2 separate regions of the Mus musculus genome follow, and region 2 is linked to region 1. The links are chromatin contacts, called in public promoter capture Hi-C maps. All regions are on one chromosome and are shown on one strand. The core of a region is the stretch at or near the end of the contact, and the rest is flanking DNA. Distances in the headings are between cores, read along the strand shown. Region 1 holds the start of Fam155a (family with sequence similarity 155, member A). Region 2 overlaps Fam155a (family with sequence similarity 155, member A).

What was found. Promoter capture Hi-C pulls out the DNA fragments that hold promoters and counts their contacts.
Region 2: a promoter capture Hi-C map of hippocampal neurons shows a contact between it and region 1, with 4 times the contacts expected there. The contact joins the enhancer-like site here to the promoter of Fam155a in region 1. A contact is called at or near these places in 4 of 39 promoter capture datasets (the 3T3-L1 cell line, cranial neural crest, embryonic stem cells and 1 more), 3 of 484 Hi-C or Micro-C datasets (cerebral cortex and nephron progenitors), 3 of 115 datasets of contacts at active chromatin or transcription factors (SST interneurons, neural progenitor cells and stem cell-derived neural progenitor cells) and 2 of 9 other capture datasets (liver and pancreatic islet).

What each region holds. Positions count from the first base shown.
Region 1 is chr8:9,768,818-9,772,479 of GRCm38.p6, forward strand. Fam155a (family with sequence similarity 155, member A) reads right to left here and starts at 2,206. Exons shown (of 3, transcript NM_173446.2): 1 at 1,260-2,206. The coding sequence starts at 2,201.
Region 2 is chr8:9,568,367-9,572,200 of GRCm38.p6, forward strand. The region is part of intron 1 of Fam155a (family with sequence similarity 155, member A); the gene reads right to left. Among named protein-coding and RNA genes, the nearest start is that of Fam155a, 200 kb to the right of the region's middle. Within about 2 kb of position 1,640, at least 7 of the 459 cell types and tissues checked have an H3K27ac peak or open chromatin away from gene starts, as enhancers often do. A contact at or near this core is called in hippocampal neurons, where this site is marked.

The DNA of each region.
Region 1 (3,662 bases), core at 956-3,455:
CAGTCTAGGTTTCTGATCATAAAAAAGGAAAGAAAGATAGAAAACCCACAAGCAAGGCCAGATTAAGTTTGGATAAACTGTAAGGCGTGGCTTATAGGTCAGCTCTTCTGGCTTCAAATAAGAGCCCTGAGTTAAGCATCACACTCCTTTGATCTGTATGACCCTTGACCCCTCCTCCATAGAAAGCAAGAGGAGGAGGCCCTCTGGCTCTGGAGGTTGGGGAAGTCAGAAAGGGAAGAAAAGTTATGTGTCTAATTTCTTTTGAAACAACTGTACAATTTTCTTGTGTCTGTGTGTCTGTGTGTGCGCGCGTGTGTGTGCATGCTTTTTAATTGCTTTGAAAAGCTAACACCCACACCTACAGAGATCCTGTCCTCATGTCTTCCCAGCTAAAGGTCACTGCAGCTTCTTCATCTTTAGGCCTCTCTTGGACTAGCCCCATTTCAGCACCACGGACAGCGACACCCCCAGCAGCCCAGGGCTGCATATACCATTTCCAAGAAACTTGTCTAGACTTCCCCTTTGCTAATCATAATCAGCAAGGTCACCACAGCCCTTGCTGACTACAATACAATGTATTAGCTATTTCTCCGAATTTTAGCTCATAGCATCAAAGATGTGTCACTTGCTATTTCTTCAGAGTATGCAAAAAAAAGCAATTACGTAAGGTGTATGATCACCAGTTTAACATTGAGAATCAATTAATAGATAGCTAACTACGACCTTCTACTCCTATGACACCCAGGCCTATACTACACAGCTGTCTAAGAGAAAACAGGAAGCTTAAAGAGAACAGGCCTTCAGACTTACTAAAGAATGAAAGCTAGCCCATAAAACCCACAAAATGTGTACGTTTGACTGTTTTCCTCCCTACATTAACAGCTACACTTTCTTCTGTTCCTCTGACCAACCAACCTGATTATGTTAGAAGTGGAGAAATGATTCCCTCTGGCTACCTGCGTGTGTTGGTCCCTTCTCTATTTCCCTGAAAGGAATAGTATGCGCCAACTGCGAAGCTCGAAGAAACAGCTCAAGCCCTGACTTTGTTATCTTAGAAGATAGACTTCCCTGATGTACCAAGAGCTCTGAAAAGAAGGGCATCAGGCCACCAGCAACCTACCAGCTGTCCCCAACTCCATCAGAAAGTCAAGTTCTCATAGCCAGATAAACAATGATTAAACTTACAAAACCGGAGCCAGATAAACGAATCAAACATAAAAAAAGCCGCAGCGAAGGGGAAAGGAACCCGCTGTGCCTACCTTGCAGTCCTCAGGACAGGACTTCACCGAGTACTCATCCGACTGTAAGTACTTATGCAGCACGCTTTCAAACTCTTCGTACTTCTCCTGAGCGTGGTGGTCGTAGTCCTGGTAAGCCTCGATGCACTGTCTACACGTGGTCATCTCACCGCCCTCCGTGAGCACCACGTCCAGACTGCAGTTCAAAGTACTGGGGCTGGACAGCCCCGAAAACAACTCCCAAAGTGTGTAGGAATTACAAAATGAAAGGTAAAAATCCGACAAGTTCCACAGCGGAGTTGGCCGAGAGCCCCTGGACGACTGCTCCTCCCCCGCGGCCGCCCCCCGACTCCAGTTCCTGGCGCACACAGCGTCCGCGCTCTCCACGGTGAAGCACTGGCCGGAGGAGGCGCCCTGGGGGTAACAAGTCTCTAGGCGCCACACCGGCTTGGCAGAGTTTCCTAGAAAAAGAGCCCTGCTCCGGTTGTTCTTGCCTCGGTTGCCCTTGCTGCCGCCGCCGCCTCCCGGGGAGGGGGGCAGGGTGGGGGACGAGGAGGCGGAGAGGAGTCTGTGTGCCTGGGCGGCGGGCGAGGACTCCCCCATGCTGGCCAGGAGCGCGGGCCAGGAGGGCTCCTGCTGTCGCTGCCTCTGCTGCTGTCGCTGCCGCTGCTGCTGTCGCTGCTGCTGCTGCTGCTGCTGTTGCTGCTGTTGCTGCTGCTGTTGCTGCTGTTGCTGCTGCTGTTGGTGATGCTCTTTGTCCCGGGTCCGGGTCAGCTTGGCCTCGGCGCAGAACCACAAGTGATCAGAGAGCAGGACTGTGAAAAACAAGAGAGAAGCCAGAGACAGTCGCCATTTCTGAGCCCGCTCTGAATCGATGAACGGTTTCTCGTTCTCCCGGGGTGCTGCCAACCAGATTTTTAAGCCGTCGTCATACTGCCGACACATCCAAGCACCCCTGGTCATATTTTGGGAACGCACAGCCCTGGCCGACTCCACCGTGAGGGCTCCTGTGCCGGTGTCACCACAATATGCATTGACTTAAAGGGTTTAATTTCCGTATCCCCTCCTCCCGTTTCTTCTCTCTCTCTCTCTCTCTCTCTCTCTCTCTCTCTCTCCCTACATAAATATTACCATACTTTGGAGGAAGATCTTGCTTCCGACCTAAGCATCAGCCGACCCCATCCCTTGAAGAGTGGGAGACAATAAGAGAGAGAGAGAGAGAGAGAGAGAGAGAGAGAGAGAGAGAGAGAGAGAGAGAGAGACGCGGAGGCTGGTGCTGTGCTGGCCGGTGGGGAGGCTGAGTGCGGGAGGTGATGGTGGTGGAGGTGGCTGGGTGGCTGGCGCTGCTCCTATCACCCCGGCATTGTCAGCGCGCGGGTCCCCATGGCCCAGCTGAGGACAGCCCGCTCTCCCCTGCCAGGGGCATGCCGCGTCTCTGCTGCCCACTGACGGCGACCGGAGCGCCTCCCCTCCTCCTCTCCTCCTCCTCTTCTCCTCCTCTTCCTCCTCCTTCCTCTCCGTCGCTGGCTTCTCCTCCGCCTCCCGCGCCTACTTCGCGCTGGCTCTCCCCGCGCCCCGAGCTTGGGCGGCCGCCGGCGGGGCTGTCCCTCCCCCCCACCCCCCACCCCGCGCTCCGACTGTCGCCGCGGCCGCTGCAGGTCTGCCCGCGGGCGCCGCCGGGGGCCGAGTCGCCTGCTCTGGGCCTCCCGAGGCCACAGTCATCTTCAGTCCCCGGGCTAAGTTGCCGCCATCTTCGTCCTGGAGGCACACTTTTTTGGGGGGAGCGCTGGATTTTGCGTCATCTCCTCCCGCCCCGAGGTCTCTCCATCCTGGTGCAGTGACAGCAGCTTGGCCCGGGGCGGAGGACGAAGACGCGCCCCGGCAGCTTGAAGACCCGCTGTCCACCGCCCCCTCCGGGTCCTGTACACCCAGGCTTTTGCCCAGGGGTTGCGATCCCTCCCCACTTTTTATTTCAGAGTCAAGACGTGGGCCGAGTGGCCAAGGCTGCTGACCTGGGTCTTCAGCTTCTCCTTAGGACCCCGCTGTCTAGGGGACAAGTCCCAGACACCAGAGGGCAGCTAAGAGGTCCCTGTTGGGGACTAGGGACTGGGTATCATTTCCCTCGCTAGACAATCTTCTGCAAGAGGAGGCTGATTAGAGGAGGGGCGAGGTGACTTTGCAGGCTCAGTCTGAACGCTTTTTGAGTCTCTAGAGAGCTCCACTGCGTTTGGGTTTTGTCCTAAATCGGTTTTATGGGTCAGAAAGGATGCGGGGTGTGTGCATCTGTGTGTCTGCCTACACGGTGCTGTTTAACCGACACTGTGTGTGTGCTGCAGCTGTGACCACACTGTACTCCATGTCTGACCACGCTTTCTCCTCCAAAGTAAGCGGCAACAAAAGGTCTCCCCGCTCCAGGGAAGCACC
Region 2 (3,834 bases), core at 390-2,889, 200 kb before region 1:
GCTTTCTACCCTTTGACCCTTCAGCCAGTGAGCAATGTAGGGCCACTCCTGCATGAGCCTCCCTCCTGTCAGGAGACATTCCTTCTGGGTGTGCTGGGCCCGTTTGGCTCCCTTGGAGCCATTTTCTTGCCTTCAGTTTTCAGGCAGGTTTGCAGCAACGTTCTTCAGATGGTTGAATGGCAAACCCTGTGTCACAGATCAAGATTTTGAGAAGGAATTGCACAGTGATCCAGACATCTACTGTTCATATTAAATAGCACACAGTAGGCCATTTCGTTGTGCCCACCTCATTTATTCTCATCTGCCTCACACAAACAAATCCAGAAATGTCTATGGGGGCAGAAAGACAGGCAAGCAATCCTGACCAAAGAGAATAGCATAGGAGGTATCACCACACCCATTTAAAATTATACTAGTGAATCATAGTAATTAAAACAGCTTGGTTGTACTGGCACAAAAACAGACACATTAATCCATATGATAGACCAGAGGACCCATATGCAATTCCACAAAACTGTAGTTACCTGATTTTTGACAAAGATATCATAACCACACATTTAACAACAGTGCCAGGGAACCCAGATTTCTGCATGCAGACAAAGGGAATGAATGACAGCCTTACTTCTCACTGTGCACAAACTCAACTTTCCTCAAACACGCCATCCTACTGGTGTATCTTCCTCCCTTGTTAGGGTTGTCATAGAAACCAGTGCAGGCATGAAGCCGTATGAATACACAATGCTGCAAAGTATATGTTTATATATCACCGGAAGCTACCTAAGCAAAGCATTGACAGTAGTTGAAGCTCTGGGTTCCATTTTGTAGGCTAAACATTATTGTGGACTAGAGGGCTCCAGCTGTGTAGCATAGATGGGGAGTTTCCTTCCGTTGATTTACTCACTCACATAATCACCATTTAAAAAGCACTTAACCAGTGCTGATTACATGTGGATACTGCCCAAAGGGCTGCTATGCAAATGTGCCTAGGCAGGAGATGTCCTTGTGTGGGGTGAATCCTGGGGTACCTGTTAGAGCATAGGGAGAAGAGAGTCGCCAGACAGTAGCAATGGATAATGAAAGAGATGAGGCATTGCCTGACAATGGTATGCACTTCTGAGAAAAGACAGCAGGTCTGACAAAGACAAGACATGTAGCAGAGGGTCTACTGTGGGGAAGACCTTCCTGGGGAATTGCAAGCAGATGACTTGTAAGGCAGCAGTGGGAGATCCTAGAGAAAAACTTTCTGGGACAAGGAAGCAGAAAAGAAAAAAGGCGGAGATGGAAACAGACTGTACAGAGAGCTGGACCTGAGTGAGGTGCATGGTGGGGGATCAGGTGACATCACAGGTGGAAAAACATCAGAACCAGTTCTCAAATGGAAGACACAGGGACACCTGGAAGCCGAGAACCTGGCTTCTGTACACACAATATGGATTCTTCTTCAAAGCAGAACATGAATAAAGAGCCATGCTTTGGTCATTCTCAGAGCAGATTTTTGATTAGATCTTGTTCCCAACAAGGCTTGTCCCTCTTCTGAGAGGAGCAATGGGAAGAGATGGCTGTCCACATGGAGGAGGGAACCTGCCTAATTTATGTCATATTTTTGCTAGGGACCAGATGGTGGCTCAGTGGATGTGCAAGGCACAGGCAAGTGCATCTGTCTTTCGTGCTTCATGGAACATTGCTGGATGCTTCTAAAAGGAACACAGACCCTGCATGTTTTGAATCCTGAAGGGGCCTCTCAAAACTTTCCAGTTTAGTGACACAGGCTGTCACTTCTGCGTTTGCTCCTTGTATTTGCTCTGAAGGCAATGTCCTTACCACAACCCCACATCATAAGCTTTAAAAGTCAGATGAGATTGTGCTGGTAAAGTCCATTAAGAAACTCTCCCAACAGCACTCCAGCCTTCACCGTGACCACAGATGTCCATGCCAGACCAGCATGGCAGTCAGTGTGTTTGTTAGTTTTTATTTCCCTAACAATTTACACAAATTTCTTTAGTGTCTGAGAAAAGCAGTTATCACCTAATACATATGTGTCAAGTATACAAATATTTGAAAATTATCACCCAACTTACTCTTTTATTATAGTTGTTTTGAACTGATTCTGATCAAACATCCTCGTGGGAACATATTTTATCTCCAGGGGTATTAGACTATTGGGCTATTTAAATATTTATAAATTTCTTGGCCTTATTTATTGTGGCATTACCTGGTGAGCAAAGAAGGCTATTGTTTAAAATTATAATTGGCAGATCTTTCTGCAAGAGAAGAAGACATGTTTACATGGTGTTGGAGTTTATGAAGACTGATATCTCAACCACCAAGTACCACAGTATTAGGGGGTAGAATAAAACTAAAACTATAAGAGGATAATATTGACAGAGCCCAGAGATCAACTGTGGAAAGCAAGGCTGTTTGAATATGAGTACATGTAATTTCAACTGTGGAAAACCAAGGAGGGAGCTTGTCTTTTTTTATATTATATTTTAGGTCAGAGTAATAACATGTTGGAGTGATTTAATCAACCTTCCTGATGTCTTCTCATAATCAATTAATTGATCAAGTATTCATTTGCTTTGTAAGATTTGATATTGAAAATATAAAAAAGACAACATGTCAGGGCTGCGAGGTAAGTCATCCATCATGTGCTGGAAATTCATCTATTCTGTATCTGACAATTTCCCTGGAGACACTTTCCTCAGGACTTCATTTGCATACATACTTTTCTAAGAATAATACCTTAGTGAAGGAAATACATTTTGCACTTTGGATTCACCACCAGGAGAGACTTCAGAACCATAATAAAGGAACTAAAGGAAAAACAAAGTTTCTAACATCAGTTGAGCCCCTGCTGGGCCTTCAAGCCAGCATGAGGTGGGCCATGGCAGATCCTAAGTAGAAGGATAAGGCATTTCAGCTGTATCCAGCCCACCAGATCCATCACTGCACCATGTCTCTCAAAAGAGGAACTCAGTTCTCTAAGTGACCACAGGAGGTGGGTGTCTTCTAGGTTCATTGCGAGCTTACAGGAATGGTAATGTGGAAGCTCAGTACCATGCCTCAAGCCATGCCTTGGAACGCAGTGAAGCTGTAAGGTAAGGAAGCAACAGGGATCCAAGTCCTGAATTCTGGCTCATTGCATCAGCACAAGTGAAAGGAGACACTAGCAGCAGGCTCTACTGAGATTTCAGTGATGCAAACTGCATTCACTACAGGCAATGAGCTGAGAGCGTGGAGCATACTCAACTTTGTCTAATGACTGGTCCTTGTCACCAAGGCTGTATTTTTATAAAAGATTATAATAGTTTTTCAAGTTTGCACATAAAGTATTACATTTCACTATGGAATTACCAACCATAATGTGTTGCATCCTTTCCCCTACCCTCCTCTTCTGCCATACACCCTTTCTTCTTCGTAGCCTTCCATGTTTAAATAATCTCTCTGCTTTAAACCAAGTGTGGTCTGCTGTCCTCTTTCTTCCCTTCCTCCCAGCTCCTGATCTCCTTTTTGGTGTTATGAACTACACTTAGTCTCACATATACTTGCTTAAAGCTAAGATCAGTGTATGAGAAAGGCTATATGATATTTGTCTTTCTGGGTCTGGATTTTATTCCTTAATAAAATAATTTCCAGTTTTGTCTATTTGCCTACAAACATTCTAACCTCATCTCTCTGAACAGCCAAGTAAAGTGCTATTGCACACTGGAACCACATTGGCAGGGCCTTTTCTCTGTCAACGGGCATCCAGTCAGGTTCTACTTCTTTGCTGCTATGCATAACAGAGCTGTTGCATCACAGTTTCATATCTAGATGTGTCCAGACAAACTGCAT